Linked DNA regions of Sus scrofa: region 2 is linked to region 1. A link is a contact called in public HiChIP or PLAC-seq data. All regions are on one chromosome and are shown on one strand. The core of a region is the stretch at or near the end of the contact, and the rest is flanking DNA. Distances in the headings are between cores, read along the strand shown.

The links. HiChIP or PLAC-seq counts read pairs in DNA pulled down with a chosen protein or histone mark.
Region 2: an H3K27ac HiChIP or PLAC-seq map of skeletal muscle shows a contact between it and region 1. The contact joins two enhancer-like sites. A contact is called at or near these places in 1 of 47 Hi-C or Micro-C datasets (epiblast stem cells) and 1 of 2 datasets of contacts at active chromatin or transcription factors (skeletal muscle).

Annotation. Positions count from the first base shown.
Region 1 is chr1:30,483,091-30,486,645 of Sscrofa11.1, forward strand. The region is part of intron 2 of EYA4 (eyes absent homolog 4); the gene reads right to left. Among named protein-coding and RNA genes, the nearest start is that of EYA4, 91 kb to the right of the region's middle. Within about 2 kb of position 1,346, at least 1 of the 83 cell types and tissues checked has an H3K27ac peak or open chromatin away from gene starts, as enhancers often do. A contact at or near this core is called in skeletal muscle, where this site is marked.
Region 2 is chr1:30,780,919-30,784,668 of Sscrofa11.1, forward strand. No RefSeq gene overlaps it. Among named protein-coding and RNA genes, the nearest start is that of RPS12, 140 kb to the right of the region's middle. Within about 2 kb of position 2,298, at least 6 of the 83 cell types and tissues checked have an H3K27ac peak or open chromatin away from gene starts, as enhancers often do. A contact at or near this core is called in skeletal muscle, where this site is marked.

The DNA.
Region 1 (3,555 bases), core at 96-2,595:
CCTACCAGGGAATAAAGACCTTTCTAGTTTAGCTGATGAAGATAATGATCTTCGGCAACACAATGACATAACATTTATACTTATAAAGAAGTTTATGGTTTAGAAAGCACAGTCTTAGAGTTTCCATGTGGCTCAATGGTTAACGAATCTGACTAGGAACCATGAGGTTGCGGGTTCAATCCCTGACCTTGCTCAGTGGGTTAAGGATCCAGCGTTGCCATGAGCTGTGGTGTAGGTCGCAGATACGGCTCAGATCCTGAGTTGGTGTGGCTCTGGCGTAGGCTGGAGGCTACAGCTCTGATTAGACCCCTAGCCTGGTAACCTCCATATGCTGCAGAAGCAGCCCTAGAAAAGGCAAAAAGACAAAAAAAAGAAAAGAAAAGAAGAGAAAAGAAAAGAAGAGAAAAGAAAAGAAAACAAAAGAAAAGAAAAGAAAAGAAAAGAAAAGAAAAGAAAAGAAAAGAAAAGAAAAGAAAAGAGAAAAAAAAGCACAGTCTCACCCTGACCCCACTGGGGCAAGGAGAGAGGAAGGTTATACGTATGGAAAGAGGCTCAGGGGAGTTAAGTTGCTATAGATGAAGTATATGGGTAACTCAGTGACCGAAACAGAGGCTAGAAACCATTTTTCTGACCCTCAGAATAGTGTTCTTGCTAAAATACTGTTATCTTTCCTTACTCTTTCATAAATTGTAAGTCTAGTATTCTATCGTCAAGATTTCTGATTCCTGATAACAGAAAATTCACCTACTTCCCAAGAATTTTTGCATTAAAATGGAAAATGAAGTTTACAAAAGTGCACATATACAAATGTTTTTTATATATTCTACTAAGACAATATGCATATTTATGTGTCAATTATAACAGAAAAAAAATTAGTGCTACAAGTGATATGGCCTCATAAAAAATGACATGACACCCTTTCTGGGTCCATTTTTTTTTTTTCAATTAAAACTGATACCTTAATGTTTTGCGGGAGATAAAAAAGCACTTCTCTCTGTGCATAGATTAGACTTTGAGGTCATGACAAAGACAGAACTGAATTTCCGCAATATAAAGTGACAGAAATTGAGGACACTGAGGACAAAGAAGAGAAATCCAAAATACCTGGAATAGATGGAGAGGTGCAAAGAAATAAGACAAAGAGAGACTGTGGGATTCTGGTTCAAAACACAGGGACCTCAGGACGGATGACCAGTGAGCAATGCATGACCAATGGATTTCTATAAACTCCGATGTGTGACAGTGAGTTTCAAGTTCCTGCTTATATTTCCCTGCACTCACTCTACAGCCTGACCCAGAAGTTCTTAAGCATCTGCCATAGTACCTGCCTTCTGTCCACAGACTCTCAGGCAGCAGTAACTCGAGAAGGCTGTGGGCAGTGAGAGACAGTATGGGGGGAGGGCACTACCCTTCCAGTCCAAGAGCCATGGTGGAGTTCCAAGGGAGGGCAGAGAAGTAGGCAGCAGCATGGGCTGACTCCAGAAAACAGGAGCTCCCACTTGCTGCTCTCAAAAAGCTGGCTGACTTAAGGGCACAGAGGCTAGAAACATCCGGGGTACCCATGTTCTCTCATTCACCTGTTCTGACCCACTGTCCTGCATCTGTGTTTCTGACTTTAGGACCCTGAAGAATATGATCTGTGGAGTCTAATCTGAGAAATAATAAGTAATCAGGTTTACTAGATAAATGTTGACACTTGTGCAATCAGTTTGAGCCCATAAATATAACTAAAAATGCAAAAACTACAGTACGAATATTTCATAGAAGTACTTGGTTATAAGGTCATGGGGTCGTTTACCATGACTCAAAAATGTGCTCGGTAATTTTGTCTGCTCAAAGATACAACAGTTGAGAAGTCTGTAAAAAGAACTTGAATGCCACATTCACAAGAACTGTATCTATAGACACCTGGGTTTATGGATCTCAATATAAGGAATGTTCTTCTGAATCTCCTCTCAATCATATCAGACATATAGTCTATTTCAAGTTCATGGGTACCCTGTCTTCCAATTCAACTTCCACCCCAACTCAAACACACTTCTAGTTCTTCTAAACCAATTTCTAACCTAACCACTTAATTACTATCACACACTTACTTATTTCTAGTGATCTCTGCACGTGCAAGCTAAGCAAGCTCCTGGGAAATAGTCATTCCACAAATTCAATATAAGGCGCTGTCCTACAGGCTGTGGCTGGTAAAATGAAGAAAAAGATGTAGATGTAGTCCACCTTGACTAGGTTTACAATCTGGTTATGGAGGCATGGGAGAAATCAATTAATACATAGCTTACAATATAACTCAGCACAGCGTTCCACTTGTATCTACACTGCTTTGCATTTTTAAGACGTATTTTATAAATCACATATTTTATTATGTTACTTGGCTTCTCAAATTTGTTTAAGAAGTATGCTCAAAATCTTAGGGCTGAATATAGCTCCTCTTCCTGGAGCATCATTTTCAACATGTTTGGGGTTAGGAGAGAGACAATGCTTGAGTAAGATAGTTTAACTATATTTTTAAAATGCATTTCATATTTTAAACATAAAGATATATTATGGAGGAGGATGCAAAACATAAATGATTCTTTTTATTTTTCCACTCACAGCATATGGAAATTTCCAGGCCAAGGATCAAATCTGAACTGCAGCTGGATCCTTAACCTGTTGCACCCAGCAGGAATTCCATTTTTTTTTTTCCGAAATAAGTTAGAAGCCTCACAAGAAATTTCATTTGAGACTTTCTATGGCCTATGACAGACTCCATCCTGAACTTGATGTAAGAGACCTGAGGATGTCTATTCTATCAAGTGCTATTCAACATGGTACTGGAGGATCTAGCCATTGCAATAAGGCAATGAAGAGAAATAAAAGGGATTTAGATTAAGGAACAGTAAATTAAGACTGTCTTTCTTCACAGACAATATTATTTTCTGTACTAAAAATTTAGAAAGGTTGCATAACAAAAGATCAATAAGCAAAAATCACCTAATTTCCTTATATAAGGAATGAACAATTAGAAACTGAAATTTAAAACTTTTGGACTAGCATCAAAAATATGAAGAAGGACTAAGGCATGGATCTGATAAGCTGCAAGACCTACATATGAAAACTACAAAACTTTGCTGAGAGCAATTAAAGATGACTTAAATATATGGGCAAGAAGCCTTAACACTGATTGTTAAGATGTCAACTGTCCCCAGCTGACTTGAAGATTCAATGCAATGTCAATCAAAATACCTGTTTTTTTTTTTGTAACTAACAAGCCACTAAGCATGAAAGACTGAGAGAAAATATCTGAAAGTATATGTCTGATTAAGGATTTGTATCCAGAATACACACATACACACACACAAACACACACATACACACACACAGAATTATTGATTTCTAAAGGTCAGAAACTATGACTTCTGCTTTAGTTTTTTCTTCCTTTCCATCAGGGTCTGAAATCACACACAGGAACCTTAACGAATATAAGAGAACATGTAAATTCAAAAATATTACCTCACAAGCAAGACCTCTGAAAGGAGGATGTGCCAGGCTTGACAGCTCAAT
Region 2 (3,750 bases), core at 1,048-3,547, 300 kb after region 1:
AGGCCAAGAATATCAAAAGCACTCAAGATCGTGTGCCAATTCATGTTTACAAGCCTTTGATCCCTGTGCTCCAAACTCTGGATGGTGTCACAGTTCAAAGAACTGAGTCCAGTTCACAAGAGTCATTTCAAAAAGATTTTAGTGATATATTTCAATTTGTAATACTGTAAGAGTCTTTGCCAAGCACAGAATACCTCTTTACCCCCCTCTTTTCCTGCCATCTATGTTTAATGCAGTTAATTAAAAATTGTTTATCAATATCAACTACACACTAAACAAGGCTCCTTGGACCACAGATATGGGACACACGATTTCATGGTCAGGACAATCTCTGCCACAACAAAGTCCCCCAGACAAATATCCAACCCTGACCTGTGTGCCTCCTGTCATCCTTTCTTTTCCCTTTCCCTCTAGTTCTTTATTATAAAGCCAAAAGATTAGCCCAGTGACAAGTCAGACTGTTCCAGGAAGGCAGCAGAGAGAAAAAGCTGGGAATCCTCATGCATAATTATTTAATCCCATAACAAAACTACAATGCATCTTGATTATGATGTTGTGTTTTGAAGCCCTCAATCAGAATTCAAACAAACTCCCATCCCTTTTGAGAAATGAAAGAGTAGCCACTAACCCTCAGGCAGAGAAGGAAATGAGAAGTTTGACAAGAATGTAAAAACCACTGCCACCATTTATAATTGGATGTTCCTTGTAGCAGGTCATTTGTGGCATGCGTACTGTGGGTACACTTTTCCCCTTCTTAAGGATGACAGTTCTGTATGATCAGAGCCTAGATGCAAGTTGTACTGAACAGGGATGTATTTGTTTGCTATTGCTGCATAACAAATTACTATAAACTTAGGTGCTTAAAGTGACACTAGTTTATCATTTCACAGGTTATTGAACTGGCTTCTCTGTTCAAGGGCTCACTAGGCCAAAATCAAGGTGTCATTCAGGGCTGTGAGCCCGTCTAGTACTCAAAGCCTCTTTTGAGCTCACAAGGTTGTGACTGAATTCATTTCCTTGCTGGCTGTAGGACTGAGGTCCTTGTTTTATATCTAGGTGGCAGTTGAGGGTCTATCACAACTCCTGCAGATCCCAGTGGTTCTTGCCATGTGACCTCTCATGGGCCCTCTCAGAACATGACAACTGACTCCTTCAAAGCCAGCAGGACAGTCTCTGACCTCGGGGAGGGCCCTAGTCCCTCTTTTAGAGGGCTCACTTAATTGGGTTGGACCACTAAAATAATCTCTCTTTTAATTCACTCAAAGTCAACTGATTAGAGACCTTAATCACATCTTTAAAATGTCTCCACCTCTGCTATATAACTGCAAGATAATCTCAGGGGTGCTATGCCATCACATTCACAGGTCTTACCCATTCTCAAAGAGGGGAGATTTTATGGGATGTGTACCCCAAGAAGCAAGAATCCTGGGGGTCATCTTAGAATTCTGCCTACAACATGGGAGGGACCACCACGATGGAACTGGCAACAATTAATCCCAAACTACTACATGTGAGTGTGTGTGGTGTGTGTGTGTGTGTGTGTGTGAGACACAATCATAAACTCAGGAACTTGCTTCTGAAGATGGGCTCCCTAAAAGTGTAAAATCCCATACTTAAGATCCACAACTATCACATAGAATATTTATTGTTTATTTATCAGGACAATTCTGCAATAGCACATGCATTTAAGGCTTTCACTCCCTAAAACCAAGTGAAATCTTGAGATAATTCCAATGATAGGACAGGAGCCCAGATATGCCTTTCAGCAATGACTTTCTCTCACCTGGAAAACTACAAAGTGAATTTGAAACCACTGGTAACACCGTGGCAGTCACATGGATAAGATTTTTTTAAAAAAGGAAGAAGAGAAACATCAGGAGCCTTTAAGCTGTTTTCTAAATTTGACATCAGCAGAATATTTATGTTGGCAGTATCCTGTAAATCGCAGCAGGAGATTTGACAGGAGGCACTCTATGCATAACCCATGTGAGCCCCAGATCAAGAAGAGAGTATTTGCATAAACCGAATCCTAGAGACCATGTCATCGCGATCATTCTCTTCCTCCTTCCTCCCTCTCCACCCTGCAAGCTAGTGGGGTTGAGTTTCCTGGGCTACCTTCCATGAACATCAAGGAATGCAACAGAGATGAATGTTACATTGACACCAGCAGAGCTACCACAGAAAACTGTTTGTCCACCCTTTTCATTTCTCAGTACCAGCAAGCATCTGAAGACTTTGCACCTGTTCTAGTTAGCCCTGGCAAATGCAGCCTGTATTTATATTAATAGAATGATGTTTTCATAACAAAATGGATGTGCAGCGATCACGGACTCATGCTGGATGCTCTCATAAGCGCCCAGATCGGGGGAGGGGCAGCTCTTACATAAAGCCCCATGGCAAGGGGGAAAGACGCGCAAAGCCCACGCTGAATCATCGGACAGGTTGAGAACTTGTTCAGGAATGGCCCGACTCGTGTATTGGAAATTAAATTAGATTCTCGATTAAGAGGAAAATACGCTGGAGAGAAATGGGCTTTGCAAGGGCAGTTCGGGGCTCTGAACTCTTTTGTATTCCGTCTCCTGTTTCTGTAATGTGTGTCTTATCTCCCCAGAGGGGAGCAGAAAACTGGTGAGATCATACTTGGCTCAATTCCTGAAAGTTTGTTTTGAGTCACCAGTGTAAATATGGCCCACCCAATCTGTACATTTGCACAAATTAACTGAAACCAGCTACCCAATTCCTACTTCACTTTTGGATCTGTTGATTAACCCTGACAGCTGTAACCTCATTAGTCCAAGCTCTGGCCGTTCCAGAGCAGCTGTCAAATTAGGAAGAAGTGGACTCACTGAAGTCGCCTATGGACCAGGCACGTTAAAATCAATAGACGCTCTAAAAGGTTTCAGTTTATGATTCTAATTCTAATGTATGTGATGCGGTGGGCTTTTCACCCAGATCCGTAATATGGGCCTGAAATCGGTTCTTTACGGAGAAACCAGAGGCTCTATCACAAGGCAAGAACATAGGTTTTATCTGGAGAGTTTGGATCTGTATCAGTTGAAAATGGGTTTTTAGCATGCATTATAACACAGACATTTTAATATATTTGAAAATATTAGTTCCTAATGTATTTTTTGGCATGAGAGATTTTGTTAGTTTTGACAAGAGGCCAACAAAGTCTTGACTACAGAAATAAGAAAAATCTTACAGCTGGCCCTCAATGGAAAAGTAGAGATAAAAAGTGAGGAAAGGACTAAAACACACTCCAATAGGAATGCGGTTTCCCAAAATAGAACACGGATCCCTTCTGTAAGAATCTCTAAGGAAGGAGTAGGGAGGGAAATTCCCAATGTCTTTTCTTTAAAATCTGAAGGGCCAGGGAAGGAGATGACTTTCCATCCACCAAAGTGTTGCCAAGAACAGTGGAAACAGGTCAAATGCAGTGTGTGAACTTCTCTTGCAGCATTTTCATTGTGGGGAGATAGCACAGGGGAGCCGAAGAAGTTCTGAAGGAAGAATCTGGAGACTTCAGTTCTGATCCCAGTACTGTCCCAGTTCTGCCAAGTCCACCAGTGCGTGTTTGAACAAGTTCCTTCACCTCTCTAGATCTCAGTAGACTCCGTTTATAAAATGAGGTTTTCCAGATGAGTGAAATGATCCCTCTATCTTTAATGACTGTGGACTCTTTGCACAAATCATGAGAAGCTTCTCCTCCATGGCCCAAGGTGGATCTAGGTATGAGGTTTTTTTCTC